Linked DNA regions of Mus musculus: region 1 is linked to region 2. The links are chromatin contacts, called in public HiChIP or PLAC-seq maps. All regions are on one chromosome and are shown on one strand. Each heading gives the region's core, a stretch centred on a gene start, on an enhancer-like site or on the middle of the called end of the contact. The rest is flanking DNA. Distances are from core to core; before and after follow the strand shown. Region 1 holds the start of Qars (glutaminyl-tRNA synthetase). Region 2 overlaps Rbm5 (RNA binding motif protein 5).

Region 1 (3,997 bases), core at 1,210-3,709, 760 kb before region 2:
GCAGGAATCGCAGTCATGAGAATACGGGAGGGCCCGAGAAGTCTGTATGTAAGGTCCTTCAGATAGAATGCCCAGAAGTCTGCAGCAGAATGTAACAGGAACCTCGGCTTCTCACCTTTCTCCACCACATCTTTTGCTGTCTTCCGGTCTGTTTCTTCCAGCCGTGCCTTTGCCACCTAAGAAAGGCATAGAAATCACATCATTCTTTCTAGGAAAGATCTGCTGATGAAATGGGTTCAGACGATCCCTTCTCCAGCTGTAAGTCTCTCTCGTTCTACTGCACTCCCAGTTATCTTGGGCAATTCCTAGCCTCACCTTGGGCTTCTTCACCAGATCAGCTTCCATCTTGGGCCCCAAAAGGTGAAGCACCTGAGCAGATAGATACAGACAAGGGTGTACTCTCTCAAGAATCTCCTGATGGAGTCCTTCCCCGACAACCAAGGGCTTCCTGGCTTTTCTGCCAGCCAACCTATCCACCCCATCCCGCTGTATCTCATCACATGTTTTGCTGTTTGACATGGGATCTTACTATATATCCTCGGCTGGTCTGGAACTCACTATGAGGGCCAGATTAGTACTCATAGAGATCCACCTGCCTCTGCCCAGCTGGCTTCTTCACATGGTTCTACTGGCCTTGAATGCTTTTTCCTTTCTGAGGACTTATCCTGGGCCCAGAGAACGAGTGCTGCCATTTACAGATAAATAACGTGGGCCCAGCATCACGATAAACAATGTACCTCAGTCATCGTCCTCTTGTGATTCTTTGCCAGATATCAATAAAGGCCACAGCATGCACATGTGAGAGGAGGAAGCAGCTTCCCAAGAAAGGGGGTCACCCTCACTCAGAGACCCAAGTTAAGCGCTACTCCCTCCACACTGGGCTCCACTTTCCCTGTCAGAAGAAGGACAGGGTCTCGTTCCCTTTATCTCCGGAGCATCTTCTTAGGGAGGTGCCCACCTGCATATCCACCTCGTTCTTGATCATTTTGCCGTCTGCCCATCTGAGCGCAGCCCGAGCCTCTCCTAAGAGGATAAACATAAGAAGCTGCAAGGAGGAAAAGGGAGGATTTCTTCCCCTCCTCAAAGAAGGCCCAGCTGACTCAGGACCAGGACCCTGTCAGAACACTAGCACCCTGTCCCTGCTCACACTCCCATCGCCCTTCCCATGAATGCCCAAAATGAAAGGAACAATCAGAATGATGCACTTCCAAGTAACTCCCTGCCCCAGATCCAACTCACCCATTAGCAGCCCCATGTTGAAACGGTACCGTTCCGCTAGGAGCTGCAACTGATGCTTATTTATGGTGGACTCCACCTGCAGAAAGCCAAGCCATATGGTTCATGAACACCTCTTCAGAAGCAGTCAGGAGACCAACAGCCACTCTCACTGTGGGTCTGTGGAGAAAAGCTACACCACTCCTTTGCAGGGGCAGAAGAACTAGGAGGAGATATCTGATGCCTGGAGGAGAGGACTTACAGCTTCCTCAATCTGCTCCGGTGTCACCACCACACCGACGCCACACTCCTGCTCGAAGTCCTTGGTATCAATGGGATCCTGGGGATGACTCCGAACATATTCAAGAGCAGCTGAAAACGGAGGGGCAATTAACTAGACAAGTCAGCTCCAAGAAGTGGGTAGATAGGGCCTTAGTACAGTGAAGAGGTAACTATTTCGGTTACTTAGATGCCTAAGAGGTTAGGCCCTGGCACCACTGAAGAGAAGCACTGAGACCAGAGAAAAGAGAAGCCATGTGTTCTGAAGCAGGCTTCTCATTGTGGTAACTCTGCAATCCACACCAGAGGTCTCTACCTCCATGCCTCAGTGCCTGTCCAGAACCTGCTGTCCAAAAAGCAACACTTGACAGAAAAAGCAAACTCGAGTCTTTGCTAAAGAAGAGATTGAAGGTGGACTAGTAAAACAGACGGGACTCACCGCTCAGCTGGAGTCCCGTGTGAATCTTCTTATTGGCTATATAGCTCACAAGGAAAGAACGACGCCGAGTATCCCTGAGTCGGGAGACCAAGTCATATAGGAGGACCCCAGTAGCCTTGTCGATGGTAGAACCCAGAATCTGGTGTGCCTGGAGTCAGGGGGCCGGGGGAAAAAAGATCCATTCCCAGTGAGTTAGGATGAATCACTTTAAAGTGTCTTCCTCTTCCCACAAGGCAAGAGCAGGACACCCGGAGCAAATCAAGATCTGGACCCAGTCCCACGTTGCTCTGGAGCACAGCAAGCAGCTAAGGCCAGGGAACAGGGCTCGCACCTGGGTCGCCGCCTCGCGCAGCTGAGTGCTCAGAGCCTCGTTCTTGAGCGTCTCGCGGGCCTTGTTCTCGCTAAGGCCAAGGCCGGTGAACAGCGCTAGCGAATCTGGAGTAGCCATAGCAGGCACACCGGAAACCAAAAGAAACTTTGGGCCTCATCTGAACAGCGACCTTTGCTCATTGACCAATAGGAGTACGAAGCCTTGAAGAGAACCAATGGTGGCCTTCCTCGGTGAAAGGGGCGGGGCCAGCCAGGTAGTCAACGCCATTTATGAGTCAGAGAGCGAGCGGACTGGCTTTTCCAGGCAGTTAGCTTCCGCCTTCCCGGTTCTAGGCAGTTGACAGGGTTGGGTCCGTGCGACTTTAAAAAAATTGCCATGGGCGTGGAAAGGGAAAGTGTTTAGCAACAAAGCTGCAGGTAGACTCAGGCGTGGCCTCTCCCCCCTCAGCCCAAGGAACCCGACACTATCCTCTTGTCGGAGAGCAAAAGTTCCGGCCGCGTTTTTCAACGTCACAGCTTTGGGGTTGTCATGGCAACATAAATGAATTCCCTGAATTTCCTGGTCCACATCACTGCAGAAAATATATAGAATGACCTACCTAGGGACCACATAAACCTGGTACTTTTTAAGTGCGTACTGGGACACAGCAAGGAGAAGCGAAAGAAAGGCCAGAAGGGACTTCATAGGAAGGTCTATGATTTCTTTAAAATCTTATGCAAACAAGGTGCATCAACATGCCACAGGAAGCACTGATTGGACCAACTGGGTACCCAAGACAAACCTGTTGAGGTTTCTTGGGCGAGTAAGAGGCAGGTGTTCTGGAGTGGGAGAGACTTGGTATACTCCTTTAATTCCAGAGACAGAAACAGGGGAATTCTCTGCAAGTTCAAGGCCATCTGGGTCACATAGTGAGACTATGTCTCGAAAAATAAGAAAACAAAAAGATGCATTGTTCACATATATGAAATTGTCAAGGAGTAGATAAAAAATATCCTGGGAGCTTGGAGAGATGGCTCAGCATTTAAGAAGAGCACTCCGGCAGGGCGGTGATGGCTCACTCCTTTAATCCCAGCACTCAGGAGGCAGAGGCCTGAGTTCGAGGCCAGCCTGGACTAAAAAGTGAGTTCCAGGACAGCCAGGGCTATACAGAGAAACCGTGTCTCAAAAAAACAAAGAAGAGCACTCGTAGGCGGATCTCTGAGTTTCAGGTCAGCCTGGTCTACAGAGTGAGTTCCAGGACAGCCAGGACTACACAGAGAAACCCTGTCTTGTAACAACCAAAATAAATAAATAAAGAAGAAGAAGAGCACTGCCTATTCTTCCAGAGAACCTGGGTTCAATTCCTAGCACCCACAAAGTGGTTAAAATATATGTATTGTCTGTTGCAGGGGATCCAGTGCCCTCCTCAGGTCTCCACAAACAGGGTTCTAGGTCCTTAGATCACACATAGTGGCAGGAGAGAACTGACTCAGAATATTGCACACACACACAGTTTTATATTTCTAAATTGAATTAATAGCACTTTGTGGTCTTGGAAAACATCAGGGTTTAGTTCCCAGCATCCACATGATGGCTCTCAACAAACTCTAACTCCAGTTCCAGGAGATCTAATGCCCTCTTTTGGCCCCCTGTGGCACCATACATGTGATTGATACTCATATAAATACAAATACCCATACAATAAGATAATATGGCATGCGTGTTGGCATAGGCCTTTAATCCCTGTGCTCAGG
Region 2 (3,611 bases), core at 915-3,414:
TGAGGGTTTTGTTTTGTTTTTAAGATAAGTTCTCAACTATATAGTCTAAACTGAATTTACATTTGCAGTCCTCCTACCTAAGGCACCTGAGTGCTGGGATTACAGACATGCATTACTATTGACATAATAATATTTAAAATAACAGGACTTAAGGTATAGCAGTGGTAGAACAATTGCTTATATAGCATATATATAATCCAATCCCCACTACCACAAAATCTTTATCAGCAATCACTGCATATTTTTTTCTTTTTTGTAGTACTACTATAACTCCTTAACACAGCAGTACTTGTACTGGGATGGCGAGAAGGAGACCTACGTGCCAGCTGCAGAGGCTAGCTCGAACCAGCAGACTGGCCTGCCTTCCACAAAAGAGGGAAAGGAGAAGAAAGAAAAGCCCAAGAGCAAAACTGCTCAGCAGGTATGACCTGTCCAAGGGCACCATGGTCCTTAGAGAATTAAAGCGACTTACTTCTTCGTTTTGGGCTTATTACACTTAAAGTCAGCTATATTTGGATTCTTAAAAACTGGGCTACTGGTCCTGTTGGTACAGGCCTACAATGAAGCAACCTAAGATGCTAAGGCAGAAGGCTCACAAGTTTAGAGCCAGTATGGGTTTCTTTTCTTTTCTCTCCTTTTTTCTTTCCTTTCTTCCTTCCTTCCATTTATTTTCTCCCACTAGCATCTTAGTAAAACCCTGTCTCAAAGTAAGTAAACCGCTGGTAATACAGCTCAGTGGTAGAGTAAAGTGCTTTTTGCACAAGCATGATATAGTCCTCACAACCCAAATTTAAAAATCCAGGCACAGGGAGATCGTTCAGCTGCACACAGTGCTCTTGTAGAAAAACGGAGTTTGAATCCCGGCGTTGATGTTGGGCATCTTCTATCTGAACCTCTGGCTCTAGGGAATGTGACACAATTTCCTGGTCTCTGCAAGCACTGCACTTGTACACACAGATGCGTACACATTTACGTAATTTAACATAGTATATAAATCTTTATGTGTTTGTCTACTTGTGTGTGGAATAGAGGTCAGAGACAATTTAAAGGGATCAGTTCTCTCCTCCTGTACCATGGGTTCCAGGAACCAAACACAGATTACCACTGAGCTGTCCTGTGAGTCCAACATAAGATTCCTGTTGGCTTATTGTTAGATTACAGAGAAGTAAGTGCTTTTTGATGGTGTTTGTTGTTTGATACTAGATTGCCAAAGACATGGAACGCTGGGCCAAGAGTTTAAATAAGCAGAAAGAAAATTTTAAAAACAGCTTTCAACCTGTCAATTCATTGAGAGAAGAAGAAAGGAGAGAATCTGCCGCAGCAGATGCTGGCTTTGCTCTTTTTGAGAAGAAGGTAATGTTAACAGGAGTAGCCACACTTTGTAATGGCTGTCTGTGTAACAATTGAGGCTTATGTCTTGTTCTGTTTTCCAGGGAGCCTTAGCTGAAAGGCAGCAACTCCTCCCTGAATTGGTGCGCAATGGAGATGAAGAAAACCCCCTTAAAGTAAGGAAGGGCACCGCCTATGTGTCACCCAGCTGTGCAGTTTATGTCCCGCTTTGAATCTGCTGCATCTTGGCTAATGCAATTCCCTCTTAAAATGGGATGCTTTTCTCTGTCAGTGGGTATTTGGAACAGCTTTGGCATATAGAATCCACATTGTGGGCTTTGTTTTCTGTGCCTGAGATCAGGTGAGATGGACCGATGAATGAAGCCTGAATCCCTAAGCTAAGTAAATTGGCTTTCAAGGCATTTGTAAATAGGATTTTTAATGGTCTGGAAAGAAAATTAGGACAAAGCGAAAACTTACTTTCCTTGATAGATAGATACTGGGCTAGCTGAGCCATTGCTCTGATTTGTTGTGTTTGGAGTTTTTATGCACGGTCAGTGGTTTGAAAACAGTTGTCTAAAAAAACCATTTCTTGGGCTCCGTGGGGTTGGTTCTAGAAGGCTGTTCCATTCAGTTGATGAAGTGTTGTTTACTACTAAAAGACAATGCAGAGCAATGGAGATTCCCTCAAATTTTGACGCTGTTTTATCTGTGGAATTTCCAATGAGCATTGTCATTTTTTCCCCAGAGAGGTCTGGTTGCTGCTTACAGTGGTGACAGTGACAATGAGGAGGAGCTGGTAGAGAGACTTGAGAGTGAGGAAGAGAAACTAGCTGACTGGAAGAAGATGGCCTGCCTGCTGTGCCGACGTCAGTTCCCAAACAGAGATGCCCTGGTCAGGCACCAGCAGCTCTCCGACTTACACAAGGTGGCCTTGCTTCTCAAAGCTTATTGGGGAAGGGAGGGAATTTAATGTGAGTGGTGACTCTGGTGAAGGTTCAGTAAATAACCTTCTGTCGCATCGGTGCCCAGTGCTGTAGGAGGTCAGAGAGTCATTGTGTCTTCATACACCCCAGGATTTGGTTTGGATGCTATGGTGTATTGATTTGGCCAGAATATAAAACAAAACACTAATGTTATGACTTTTCATATTAAAGTAGTCTGAATTCTAAGTGTGTCTGTAAACTCTTTTTTAATAGCAAAATATGGACATCTACCGAAGATCCAGGCTGAGCGAGCAGGAGTTGGAAGCCTTGGAGCTGAGGGAGAGAGAGGTGAATACATGGATACTGTGTTTGGATGAGAATCCTGACATACCTGCCTTTAATACTTTGTTTTGTTTAGATGGAGTCTTGCTATGTTCACAGGTTGGCCCTGACCCCCTGGGCTCACGTCTTCCAAGTGGCTGCCACTCTAGGCCTGTACTGCCACACCAGGCTTTTATTTTGCTTTTGTGTTTAGCATTTAATTCTAAGTTCCTAAGCAAAATTGAAGGGTATATCAAAAGCACTTGTTGTCCAGCCATTGTACCTCTGTAAACTGGCCTGGCCTGCAGGTGGAATGGCCTGTATCTGCTGAGCCCCACAGTGGCTTTTAGTCAGGAAAAAATGTTTCCTTGTTTGTCCTGATAATATAAGCTTCCCTGAGTAATAATGAGGCACTGAATTCAGGAAAGCACTAATGATTTCCTAGTCGTGTAGAAGTGAGGAGTGGCCTGCAAATGATAAACAGGGCTGAGAACTAAGGTTTACTAGTCTGTCGTGCCTGTGGGGTTAGTGGTTGATGAGACAGGGCCAGACAGAATAGTAAGCACATATAGAGGCCTATACATTACAAATAATTTTTTAAAAAATGTTTGTTTATGTGTATGAGTATACTGTAGCTGTCTTCAGATGCACCAGAAGAGGGCATCGGATCCCATTACAGATGGTTGTGAGCCACCATGTGGTTGCTGGGATTTGAACTCAGGACCTCTGGAAGAGAGCAGTCAGTGCTCTCAACTGCTGAGACATTTCTCCAGCCCACATTAAAAGTACTTTAGACGTTTCTTGCCCCAGGATCAATGTGAGGTGTGTGTACTCAGAACTTTTGCTTTCCCCATGGATTATAATGCCAGCTCTCCGGGGTTTTCTGGGTGAGTCTCAGGAAGCGTCTTTAACACTTCTCTGTTTCTGGAATTAGACCCGTCCAAATGCTACCTGGGGATGGCCAGTTCTGGCCTCCTCATCTTTAGGACAGTACCAAGCAATGAGACCAAAAGTGGTAAAAGAAACAAAGGGATT

Evidence for each region. HiChIP or PLAC-seq counts read pairs in DNA pulled down with a chosen protein or histone mark.
Region 1: a contact with region 2 is called in an H3K4me3 HiChIP or PLAC-seq map of bone marrow-derived macrophages, with 4 times the contacts expected there. The contact joins the promoter of Qars here to the enhancer-like site in region 2. A contact is called at or near these places in 11 of 39 promoter capture datasets (the 3T3-L1 cell line, the C10 cell line, cranial neural crest and 8 more), 1 of 15 datasets of contacts at CTCF or cohesin (large pre-B cells), 6 of 115 datasets of contacts at active chromatin or transcription factors (astrocytes, bone marrow-derived macrophages, cardiomyocytes and 3 more) and 3 of 9 other capture datasets (adipose tissue, embryonic stem cells and liver).

The regions. Positions count from the first base shown.
Region 1 is chr9:108,506,467-108,510,463 of GRCm38.p6, reverse strand. It overlaps Qars (glutaminyl-tRNA synthetase), which reads right to left and starts at 2,459. Exons shown (of 24, transcript NM_133794.2): 1 at 2,265-2,459; 2 at 1,934-2,081; 3 at 1,478-1,587; 4 at 1,240-1,315; 5 at 959-1,023; 6 at 316-369; 7 at 116-176. The coding sequence starts at 2,381.
Region 2 is chr9:107,742,829-107,746,439 of GRCm38.p6, reverse strand. Rbm5 (RNA binding motif protein 5) reads left to right here. Exons shown (of 25, transcript NM_148930.3): 18 at 260-421; 19 at 1,204-1,353; 20 at 1,434-1,505; 21 at 2,078-2,257; 22 at 2,529-2,603. Among named protein-coding and RNA genes, the nearest start is that of Gm34605, 15 kb to the right of the region's middle. Within about 2 kb of position 2,164, at least 8 of the 459 cell types and tissues checked have an H3K27ac peak or open chromatin away from gene starts, as enhancers often do. A contact at or near this core is called in bone marrow-derived macrophages and microglia, where this site is marked.